Regions from separate parts of the Mus musculus genome. Here region 1 is linked to region 2. The links are chromatin contacts, called in public Hi-C maps. All regions are on one chromosome and are shown on one strand. Each heading gives the region's core, a stretch centred on a gene start, on an enhancer-like site or on the middle of the called end of the contact. The rest is flanking DNA. Distances are from core to core; before and after follow the strand shown.

Region 1 (6,581 bases), core at 3,847-6,346, 200 kb before region 2:
TGAATTTGGCTTGCTTTCATTTTGTTTATTAAAAAATGCATTGTATTCACTGGTGCCATAAACCTAAGCTAGTGCATGGTGCATGGTTCAACCCACACTTGAGTTGAACAAAATCATTTCTTTATACCAATACTTGAATATTCACTAAATGCTAGAAAGGAGTGAAGGCAACAAATAATGCTAATAACTCCATATTGCACTCATTAGCACAGCTCTTATTGCTGATGAGACAATAACTCTTCTCTTTGTCTTTCAACCCTAATGGACATATTAGATTTTAGGAACAAGAGAAAAGACCGAAATAAATAAATGAAATATAAAGGCATATCATTGTACTTTATCAGGAAAGGCAGATTAGAAGCTACAAAATTAAAGAATATTTAGTGTTTGAAAGTTTTGACAGGAATATGCTGTGGATGAATAAAGCAAGATTTAGAGTCATTTTAAGAGGATAGGGAAGTGAGTAGATGGTGCTGTGACTACAAAGTTGTCTTGTAGGTCAGTTCTTCCCAAACTCTGATGGGTACCCACATCTCCTGAGGCTGATTCTTAGAAGCTGATTCTGAGTAAGAAGATCCAGATGGGAGACTGAATCCACATCCCTTAGGCATTCCAGAGTAACTGCTGCTGAGGCTCTTCTGTCTGCATGTTAAAGAGTAAGATCATAGGTTATGTGAATAGTCATCTTTGGTCCACCAAGCTAAGTTCCTTTTCTGACTTCACCCAAGAAGACCTATAAGCCTCCTATCAGTCTAGATGAGTTAAGTAAAGAGAACCAAGGCAGTATTCACTTGGAAGGCTTTATTTTCTAAATAGCATTACTTGGACAAAATTTCCTCCAATGTAGAATCACCTGGGATCTGCTCATTTTTGCTGCACTGTGTTTTCATGATGTTTCTACTTTGATCCAGAGGTCACTGAGACCTCCTCCCATTACCAAACCTACTCTTCATGACTACTCTCTTTCAACAGCTCCTGGCTCCAAGCGTTCAGATTCGAAGACAGTGTGGTTCCCACAGCTAAGGAAGACATAGTTTGCATCCTAATTCTACCAACCCTAGCAAGCACACATGTTTTCTGAGCCTCAGACTGTTCTGAAATAAGAAGCATGAAATGCTGTATGTAGGAGTACAGAAAGTAATGACGTGACATGTAGCATGGCTCACAAAGTGTCTGGCACCATGTTACTACCAATAAATATCAGATTTCATGCTCATCTCACTTATCTTGCTCCAACCACTGGGTTTTGTTTTGTTTTGTTTTGTTTTTTTCAGAATCCCAAACCGTTACATGTAGAACTCACATAACATCTTGCTGTAACTTGCACAGTTCTAAAAGACCATCAACTTTTCTGCCCCCCTTGATCAAGTTTAATTAATTAAAGCAATTCAAATCAATTGCAGAGCATCCTCTCCTCCTCATGGTGAGCCCCTTATTCTTGTAGGGAAGACTGCGTGGGACACACCAAGAGACACAGGACCAGTTTCACATGAGAGAGGGACTACCTTTACGGTGTCTCTCGATAAACACATAGAATCTTAAGGGAACACTTTCCTGAATCAATTTTATTGGAATTAAACAAAAGAGAAGTTCTTAATTTGAATTTATTTACTTAATCCTTCATTATAATGTGTGTTAACACTCTTAGTTTGTATGATTTGCTTAATGAAAAATGGGACCCATACAGTACGTGTCGCTTTTAAACCATCTAAAGAACTGTTTGCTGTCTTCATCACCAAGCATGTCAAAAGCATTGTTTCAACGTCCTCAATTGCAATCTGTGGTTTGTGTCTGCCATCCAAAAATGAGGGGACTTCAAACTTCACCCAGCTGTGTTTCTGAATATGAGCATTCAAATGTGGACCATGTGTGAGAGAAAATCCTCTGGTGGCTGAGAACGTGGAGAAACTTGAGAAGGATCATTTGATGGAAAGTTGTTATGTGATATACTTTCATTTACTCACTTAACAAACATCTATTCTAGGTCAGGCTATCAGAGTACAGTGGTGAGGAAAATACAAAGTACCCACAGAAATGTACAAACTAAGAACATGTTGATTTGCTGTGTCCACTGGAACACTCTCCCACCATAAGCTATTTTATACTAGTTCCAATATGACTATAAGTATTCAACTTAGCTAATGTGAACAATATTCTAATTGACAAGAAGATAGATATGGTCTTTCAAAACATGTTTCCATTTGGCAATACATCCACAATGTATTGAGAAGCCTCTTAAATATGTAGGAAACATGGTGCATGCTATCCATGGTATATAATTAAAATCATAGTCTTGAATTCAAAACATGTGGCCATTCTCCAAGTTCTTCCATGGCCAGCATCTTGCTTGGTCATCACAGTATCCTGTGGTTGATGTGTATGTGCATGTGGGCAGTTATGCCTGTCAGTACAGAAGAAGGGAGAGACCTGAGATATTGCTGATGTGTTTCCCAGATGAGGCCATCAGAGATGTGACTCAGATCGTGTCTTCAGCTATAATGTGGTTGACTTCTGCTGTCCACAACAAAGGGCTAATTTCTACTGCCCCAGAAATGAGCTTTGAAACCCCTCCCCTCTCCATTAACCCAACATTACAAAGATTTTCTTGTGAACAACCAACAAGTGCCTTTCCATAGCTCCCCTGTGCAGTAATGATGACACACATAGAACTCTTGGATGAAAATGGAAAGAATGTGAGGCCGGGAACCCTTGTCCAGCACCATGCATGTAACTATCATGTCATTTAACTCTATGTGTGCAAGACCAGTAGGATGAGCAAGCTGCTATTTTCTGAGATACCAAATGAGAGAGCATGTGAACACATTGCCTCTGAACCACTCCTTGGCTTGGAGCCGAACCAGTAGCCTACACAGTGTAGAGATTTAAGTTTTCAAAGCAATATAGGAGAAATGATGTAAGGGGAACCCCCTCTAGATTCGTGAGAGAGCACATTTGCCATTTTCTCATGGTGACATGCTATTTGAAATCACTGGCTCTAGGGTCCTGTCCTCCCTGCTGATAGAATGTCAGTAAGACATTCTTGACTAAATTAAATCCCATTCCGTAGAACCCAATAGAGTAATACTCTCATAGATTTCTCTGTATCAAAGATGCCATGTGAGTATTGCTTGTTGGCTTATATTCTATCATTTTCTCTGAGACTAAACAGAAATATACTTTAAACAATGTGAGTTAGTCAGAGCTTTGAGCACTTGAACAAAGTTACAGTATAGCCCATCATTTCTCCTGATCCTCAGGAGACTGTGGTTACAAGGCGACAGGGGTAGCTGGGCATTTTCCACCCAAGTAGGGCTCTTCACAGTATTATTTCCAACCTTGGAAGAAAAGAAAGCTGAGATCCTCTACCCACTGATTTTAATATTCTCCAAAGTCATGGTAAACCATTAGGAACTGGAAATGTCCCAAGCTTATACAGCAACGCCTGTCTTAAGAGCACAGAGAACATTTTTATAGCCTTACAGTTGAACATTGGCTTGAAATTCCTTTATGTATCATAGTATAGACTTCACTGTTACCTTGATGCTGATCCAAATTAGCTTTCCTATAGTTGATCTTCTAAAAATTCAGGCAAACAAATAGAGAACCAAATCTCTACATTTACATTGGATCTAGTAAAATAGAGGTAGCCAGAGATTTATGGACTTTCCAAGTGAGAATGTAAGCCAGATCAGTGTGCAGTTATATATTAAAATCACAACTCCAGTCATAAAACACCCCTAATGATCCTAACATCAGTTTATCAATCCCTGAGTTTTTGCTTCCTGAGATCTAGGAACCGACCTCATTTCAACACTAAAGGAGTTTAAAACCTTGTTAACAGTCTACATTCTTGATTCTCCATTAATTCTTTTGTGGATTTAAAAAATGTTTTCTCCTAGAATTCTTTAAGAAAATTCAAATATCGCCTTGGGCCAAAGAGATAGGACCAGGAGCCCCTTGGACCACAGGGCGATTGGTTATTAACATCTGTGACAGAGCAGTTCATCCCACCACCCCAATGCATTTATCAATGTCTAGGGATATTCTGCTTGTCAATACTGGGAGAAAAGTGTACTAGCGTCATCTAGTAAGTGGAGGAGAGCAATGCTGCTAAACCTATCATATCGCACTGGAAACTCCACCACCATCCTGTCCCAACCACAAACAAAGATTGTCAGGAGCCCTGCAGTTAAGCAATCCTGGTGTATCTGCTATGATCCACAATCCATGTGATCCACAATCCATTAAGCTTGCCTTGCACATGCTTAGACTTCTAGGCTGAGGTGGAAGCAAGAACAGCAGAAATTCAACATTATCCTAAGCTTCATACTGAGTTCAAGGCCAGCATGAACCTGGTAGGCCCTTGTCTGAATGGGGTGGTGGTACATGAACAATTACATACAAACTAAAATAGTTTCCACCTTAGACTTGTTTTACTAGGATCCATCATATTGCTTTTTCCCTTGAAGAAGAGCAATTGCTTACTTACATCATTCAGTAGCAGCCCTGCTTGGCTACAGCAGCAGAGAGCTCACCAAATTTCTCTAGAAAGACTGTCATCCGGCATAGGCTCTGCCAGGAATGCAGAAGCTCAGAGAGGCGTTAGGGCTCAGGAGTTACATACACCAGCAGTTACAAAGGGCAGAAATGCCAACATTCCCGACTTTTCTATTTTTCTCCAACCACATTATCTTGGAAATGGTTAAGGTTAGCCCTGAAAGCAACTTTTTTCCTGTAGACCATCACTCCTTGAGTGTATCAGTTCTCTTAGCCAGCTTGTAAGATTTGCCCTGTTTCTCCTTTCCCAAACAAAAACCTACAATCCTGGTTGGCAAAATTTTCAACAGCCAAGGCCCAGCCATCAGTTGGCCTAACAATGTTCAGATGACTCATTAAGTAAAGAATACAGAGAGGGCACCTAAGCTGGGTGTCATGTGGTAAGTGACTATAAGTTGGAAAGAATTATGGGTGGAAGATAAGACCCCCAAGGACAGTGCTAAGAGGCTCTTTTCCTGGTGCCTCTTCCAGGACCAGTCATTTGGGCAGAAATAGAGTTGAGTCACTCTTAAGGTGAAGCTGATGCTGACGGACAGATTTGGAACGGACTCCATGTGGTCTGGGAATGCCTGTGGAGTGTCCATTCCTATCAACAGTGATCTCAGACACTTGTGCAATTCTGAATCATTGATTTGCTTTTCTTCCCTACTGATCCTAAGCCCAAATTCCTCCCAGGATCATTGGTAGTCCTGGGAGGTTAGATTTGTAGAAGAAAAAAAAATCCCTTGGGGCTAAACTTCTGGAGCTACAAACAGATTCTTGATGCTGAGGCTTCAAGAAAAGCTAGAGCCTTCTAAAGCCAGGAATCCCCAGGTGCGTTGTCTGCTGATGTTAATGAAGGCAAAAAATAACTTTAGAAACTTTGGAGGCAGGTCCCAGTTACAATACTTCTTGGGTTAGTTCACAAAATCAGTTTTTGAGAGTTACAAAGTGCAGTGTTTTGAAAAATAGCATGTTACGATTCTACTAAAACTCTCTTCAAGTAAAATTACTTTCCTCCAGCCAATTTTGTCCTGCAGACCTTCCCTTCCACAGAAACCCAGAATCTGAAACCTTAAGCAAGGTGGCTCTTGGAATTTTCCAGCATCTTATCTGCACCTTAATAGTGAGTGTCTATATTTGGGCCAAATATCAATCTTAAAGTAAAAGTTTCCTAAAACAGCAATCATAGATAACAGGAAGGTTTCACTAGAAACACCAAGCAGAAATGTACTGTTTCATAAAAGCTGGCCCTAACCCAGTGAAGTCTGTATTCCTTTTACAGTGCTTAGATGTGCCAGAATTTGTTATTCCTGATTGGAAGTATGATAAATTGTGCTTCGAGAAGTTATCAGTCTGATCCCCTGTCTGATCTAATGGGAGCAGCTGCATTCCACTGCAGGTAGATTTCTTTCCTCAGCTTCTCCCCTCTGGGCCAGACAGGTGTGGCCTAAACTCAGTCTAGATAGAACTCCTCAAAAAGCCCAGGTGCTGTCAGACTCCAGGATGAGGTCAGAAATTGGCTCAAATCCCTCTGAGTCAGAATTCTGAATCATCTCTTTTTTAAAGCTATTCCCCATCCACTTCCTCCTGTGACTATTGATACATCTGCTTTGCATCAAGGCCTTGTAGCCTTGAGACCTTTCCTAGGGGTACTCAGTCCATTGGACCCATCGCCATTTCCCACCAGTGCAGAAAAAAATATATGAAGCCCCTACCTTTGTATTCAAAAGCAGGGAAAGAAAGAGAAACAAATTTAAATATCTAATCCAGAGATGATGCTCTGTATTATTGTTAAGAAAGAAACGCTTAGGGAATTCTTGAGGGTGAGAGGTCTGATGCCAAACTGTACTGAAATCCAGATATCATCAAAGACTCTTCTGAAACCATGAGAATCAAGCCTGTTCTCCTCCCTGCCCTCCTCCATCCCCCATCCAGTGCCAAAGTTCTTAAAGGTTTCTGAGAAATCTCAGCCAATGCTTTTTTTCTAATGGTTCATTTTACTTCCCCTTAGCATACACACGAGCTGCCTCTGTTTTGTCCCA
Region 2 (6,003 bases), core at 1,441-3,940:
GAACTGCTCACCTCCGTTCCATCTTGCTCTGTGAGCTCCCAGTGTCCTGGAGTCATCCTAAGCTCAGGGCAAGGTGAGGATGAGGAAGGCCAGGGACAGGCATGGAAGAAACAGAGTCAACGGGTAAGCTCTTTCTTCCGAAGAGGCAGCATGAAATGAAGGAACAACAGATAGTTGTTTCCAGTCTGTCCTTCTGGGTTTTGCTAGCATTTGTTAATCATTCCCAAGGATTGAGACCTTGAGTACATACTGGTGACACTGTTCAATATTTCTGGCATAGAGTTTCAATATTTCCTATACCTAGACTAGTTCATTATATAGTCCAGGCTAGCCCTGAATTTCTTGTCTAGCCCAGGCTCACCTTGAAATTATAGGCCTCCTGTCTTAGCTGAATTGCAGTCATATACTACCACATCCAGTTAGAACAGCACTGTTTTCTCTTAGCAGAACTGTATGGTGCTCCTGTGGTAGAAGGAAATAAAATGATGCACAGGTTCCCCACTTCCTGGGACTGGGGAGATGACATAATGGTAATGTGCTGTATAACAATGATGATCTGAGTTCAGAGCCCATGTAAAAGCCAAAGGTGGTGACGTTCCTCCATCATCCCAGCACTCCTATAGTGAGCTAGGAGGCAGAGACAGGAGAATTCCCAGGAGTTCACAGGCCTACTGCACCAGTGAATCTCAGAGACTGTCCCAACAGATGGGAGGCTACAGTAAACAGCTAAGGTAGTACTTTGACAAACATACAAACTCACTGTACATGTCTGCATACACACACACACACACACACACACACACACACGGGTGGGGGTGTTAAAAAATTCACAAGTTTCATATGTTGTAAAACTTAAACAAATTTGAACCCATAAGCCACACTGTAAAACACCTGAGACTCATTGAGGGTATAAGTAATAGAAATAAATGGAAGCGTGTATTTGAGTACGAGTGTGTGTGTGTGTGTGTGTGTGTGTGTGTGTGTGTGTACATGCACATGCGCAGTGAGATGAGACAAGGTCTCGATGTGTAGCCCTAGCTGGCCTGGAACTTGCTATGTGGACTAGGCTGTACTCAGACACAGAGCTGAGCTTGCAGAAGGTACATTTATGCACTGTCTACAGCCAAGAATGATCTGAGTCTTCTCCAACAAAAGTTCATCCAAGCCCGTCTCAAAGTATCCTAAATAAAGAAGGGCAACACGGCACAAACTTTGAGAACTTGGTAAGCCAATTGCTGCTTCCACATCACTCACCATGGTAAGCACTATGGTACCAGGACAGGGACAAGAATGCTTTCTGGGTCCTTCAGTATGCTTTGTGCAATGACCAGACTGGTAGCTTTGAGTGTTGGTAGCAGCATCTAGCACAAAGCCTGGCAAATAATGAGGCCTCAGCAACTACCACAATGGACAAAGGAAGAAAAAAGATCGTTACTGGTGGCTAAATAAGAAATAATACCAACTTTAGTATATCCTGTATATTTTTGTTTCTAGCCTCTGGAAGTGAACTCCATTTTTGGTTTTGGTTTTTTGGTTTTGTTTTGTGTGTGTGTGTTTGTGTGTGTGTGTGTGTGTGTGTGTGTGTGTGTTTTGTTTTTGTTTTTATTTTTGTTTTTGAACAAGCCTTGGGAACAAACTGTGGATATTAATTGCATAAGGGTACCTTTTGAAAAAAATATTGTTCCTTCTTAATTTTTCAGTCCAGTTAGACAAAGGCTAATTGCTAAGGGAATAAAAGCTGGAAAACTGCTTTGTTCAGCTTATTGTTTCAGGTTCCCCTTTGCAGTGTGGATGATGTGTTTATTTGACATAATAAATACCACCGGCCACTTTGTTCCAAGACCCAAAAGGCTGTGTGCTTGCTTGGGAGGAATTTCTCGGTTGTTTATACGTAAGGAAACACTACTCTGTTTTATTGGATGGGGCTGGGGCAGCTTCTTTCTTAAATAGGGAATGTAGAGCGGGGAGCTTTTTTCCATACACATCCAAGCTGAGAGGCCAGGAAGGATTCTTCCACGCTTGCTTCGGATGCCTGGCTGTTCTCAACTCCAGAGAGCAAGGGAGACAGAATTCATTGGAAATGTGTCTCCTTTGGTTAGGAGCACAGACCTTTACTTTATGTGTTGGCAGAGCCACTTAAGCCTGTGCTACATATTTTCTTAAAGTATTAGCTGGAACATTTGGCATGGAGAAAGTTGAAAACCAAACCAGATCACACTCTGTCAGCCAGAGCTAAGTGGCAGGATGCTGCCATTAACCTTTAATTAAGTAGCCTGGGGTGAGAAGGATTGAGGGTTTGGGTTATTTTACGGTTTACCTGGGGTTGGTTTCTTTCTTTCTTTCTTTTTTAATACATACCTTATTACATGAGAAAAGCAGCGGTGTGAAATACACACTTTGGGGTGAATTCCAGTGACTGCTGCAGAGTAACAATCCTCCCAAACTCTCTTTCCTTTTGATTTGCAGAAGGTACTCCTTAAATGGGCATAACTGGTGGCTGATTGGCTAATGAACTTCAGAGAAGGCTGAGTCAGAGCAAACAGTGGAAGCCAGCTACGTGTGTGTGTGTGTGTGTGTGTGTGTGTGTGTGTGTGTGTGTGTGTGTGTGAGTGAAGGGGGAGCAGTGGGCAAGGGGGCGGGGATGAAGGCAGTCTGCAAGCTTAGCAGAATGTTTGAACGAGACAAAGAGCAGTTCCAGCGACCAAATAAGGAAGTCGATGCTGAAATCTTTCAGAATAGAAGTGTGTCAGAGTGGAAGCAATCTGGGAGAGGGAAAGAAATGCGGCAGAATGGCAAAGGAATTTCTCTCTCTCTCTCTCTCTCTCTCTCTCTCTCTCTCTCACGCACACACACACACACACACACACACACACACACACACAAAGTCGACAGTGAACGCATCTCTAGCTATTAAACAGTGGTGAAACATAGAAACATACAGGCTGTGTCTAGCCTTTTCTGTGGTATTTTGTAGACAACTGCAGACATGCTTAGAAGCTCTTAGAAACTGCTGAAGTAATAAATAAACTGTATCTTGTAACACAGAGACACACAAAAACACACAAGATGAATACTGGGAAACTCCGTGGGCCCTCTCTTATCTGTAACTATTAAAACTTTGTAAATGAAAATAACTGAAGTTACTAAGAACCTTGAAAGACAATGTTTAACTATCTTAAACCTTGACTTTAAGCATCCTTTAAAAACAATGCAGACTACTTACCCTAATAGTCAAGTATCCATTATGTACTAGGAGTTCCTTACTGTGTATAGTTTAAATATGCAAGTTGTTACTGAAGTTGTTGAAGAGAACCTCCATTGTGTGTCTTCAAAATACCACCTTCCAGACTTCCCAAAGCAACATTATGAATGACAGTATGGATGAGGACTAATATTATTATTAGTAGTAGTAGTATTAGTATTTGTCTACACTATGGTTTAGACAGGACATGGCTTGAGAAGAAGAGTTTCAAATACTCCTAGGCATAATAAGAAATGCCATCTGATTTGCTTTGTGTTCTTGTCACTGGTTGGTGCCACAAACCCAACATTATGGAATTTCTTTCCTGATAACTAGAAACCTATTTAAATGGACACAGCTAATGAGGAATACAAGGCATTGGTCCTGAGTTAGCTTTTTCAAAATCTTGAATGAACCTAAGTCCTTTGACAGCTTTAAGTTAGGGTAGAGAACAGATCTGTTCTTCTCTTCCCACTCCAGATACACAGGGGGACCACCCACATTTGAATAAGGACGTATTAGACCTCTATCTAATAAGAACTAGAAGAGTCTGGGCACAGATCTGACAGATGGGCGATAAACAGTCTCAACACCCCAAAGACTGACCACCACCTTTAGATGACTGTAGCATGCTAAGTACATCCTGGGTCTACACCTCCTTAAATGTAAACATAATCTTCACTTAGTGCCACCTGCCCCACTCTTCTGTAACATGCAAGGGTTGTGTCACAGTCACAGTCAGAGAATTGAAAATGGAAATTAGACACTATTATACTCAAAATTGTCTCCTTTAGATGGTCAACTGCAGCCTAGAAATGCTTCATAAACTGACTCAATATTTAAGAGCAAACAACAACAACAATGAAAACAACTAGCAGGGAGACTGAAGAGGTGGCTCAATGGGTAAGAGCTCTGGCTACATTTCTAGAGGACCCGTGTTCAACAACAGAGCAACTTAAAGCTGCCTGAACTCCAGTTCTAGGGGACCCAATGTCTTCCTATGGCCTCTGTGGTCACGCATGCATATGCACAGGAGTATGGGCACTGCAAACATATTCAGGCAAGATACCTATTCAGGCAAAATACCACATAAAATACCAATTTTTTTTTAATTTAAAAAAAAAGGTCAAAAAACAAAAACCCCACATGTAAAGCTATACTTCCAGAGACACACTTTCTCCAACAAGGCCACACCCACTCTAACAAGGCCACACCTATATAAATGAACCTATTGGAGCCATTCTTACTCAAACCACAGGAGGTCTCACACTGGCCTGGAACTTACCAAGTAGGCTAGGCTGGCTGGTCATCAAGTCCCAGGGATTCATGCACCTGTCTTTGCCTCCCCAGTACTGGGATAACAAACACATCTGAGTACATTATGTGGGTTCTGGGGGTTTAATTACCAATCGAACCACCCCCCAGTCCCAGGCATCGTATTTCTTAAACCACTATTGCCCTTGCACTGAGGGAATAACTCAAAAGAGGGAAAATGTAAAAGTCTAAAAATGTTTAATGTAACACATACAATTTTTTAAAAATTAATAGCCCAAAATATAGCTAAGTTCCTTGTTTTAATTAATGGAGTGTTATGTAACAACTAAGATTAGTGCTGATTAATACTATGAAGGCAAAGATATTTATGATCAGTGGTATAATTTTCCAAGGTTATCTTGTAAAGTTATACTGCTGGAATCCAAAGATCTGGATGGGGCAAGGGATGAAGAAAGTTGAGGGCTAGTGTGTTATGCCTACAGATATATTTTTGTTGTCTTTATTTGAGTGATTTTATAGCACATCCTTTTTTTTTCCAAAGACAATAAAAAGGCTAATAAATAAGAGGCAATTTCCAGAAGAAGATTCCTGACTTTAGAGTTTATCTGTCCAGAAAATATAAACCAAAAAGTTGTGGTTAAATGATATTAAAATGGACAATCACTGATAGAATGGCTTTGCCTTCTGACCTAGTGAGTCACTTTGAGGGAAATAGCTGTACATTGAGAGAAACGTAGTCACAAAGCAATGTAGCTGTAGAGGCTTGGTGACCTGTCTCTGTGATTCCCCAGTAGAGCTCTGAACCATGCAAAGTATTGGAGGTAGTCAGGGTGGATACAGGACTAAGCAGGTCTGAAAGCCCATTGTCTTAGTTAGGGTTTTACTGCTGTGAACAGACGCCATGACCAATGCAAGTCTAATAACATTTAATTGGGGCTTCAGAGGTTCAGATCCATTATCATAAGGCAGGAGCATGGCAGCACCCAGGCAGGCATGGTGCAGGAGGAGCTGAGAGTTATACATCTTCATCTGAAGGCTGGTAGCAGAATACTGGCTTCCAGGCAGCTAGGATGAGGGTCTTAAAGCCCATAACCACAGTGAAACACCTACTCCAACATGGCCACACCTTCTAATCCTGCCACTCCCTGAGCAGAGCATATGCAAACCATCACACCCATCCTTATCCTGCTTGATACCAAGATCCCAGAATTCTAGACTCTCTTCTCAGAGGGAGCCATGCATTTAATGTTAAAATGCAAAATTCACTTAATATCAGAGTTAGGTAATGTTATTGAGTAATAATAATGTTATCAGTTTGGATAATTTCTTTGCTATAAAAGACATAAAGACTTCCATAGGACTAGGAAGGAATTTATGTAAATCAATCATTTGAATCATTCCATTTAGAAAGGAAAGTTAATTGACTTAAAATAGTACGTGAGTTATTAGCATACCGGAGTGTCAAAAAACAGAAGAGGAGCCTGACA

Evidence for each region. A called contact is a pair of places that touch in the nucleus more often than the background predicts.
Region 1: a contact with region 2 is called in a Hi-C map of embryonic fibroblasts, with 2.9 times the contacts expected there. The contact joins two enhancer-like sites. A contact is called at or near these places in 1 of 15 datasets of contacts at CTCF or cohesin (the NIH/3T3 cell line), 1 of 484 Hi-C or Micro-C datasets (embryonic fibroblasts), 1 of 115 datasets of contacts at active chromatin or transcription factors (neural tube) and 1 of 9 other capture datasets (adipose tissue).

Annotation. Positions count from the first base shown.
Region 1 is chr8:61,802,481-61,809,061 of GRCm38.p6, reverse strand. The region is part of intron 2 of Palld (palladin, cytoskeletal associated protein); the gene reads left to right. Among named protein-coding and RNA genes, the nearest start is that of Palld, 97 kb to the left of the region's middle. Within about 2 kb of position 5,096, at least 41 of the 459 cell types and tissues checked have an H3K27ac peak or open chromatin away from gene starts, as enhancers often do. A contact at or near this core is called in embryonic fibroblasts, where this site is marked.
Region 2 is chr8:61,603,583-61,609,585 of GRCm38.p6, reverse strand. The region is part of intron 10 of Palld (palladin, cytoskeletal associated protein); the gene reads left to right. Among named protein-coding and RNA genes, the nearest start is that of Gm35254, 14 kb to the left of the region's middle. Within about 2 kb of position 2,690, at least 210 of the 459 cell types and tissues checked have an H3K27ac peak or open chromatin away from gene starts, as enhancers often do. A contact at or near this core is called in embryonic fibroblasts, where this site is marked.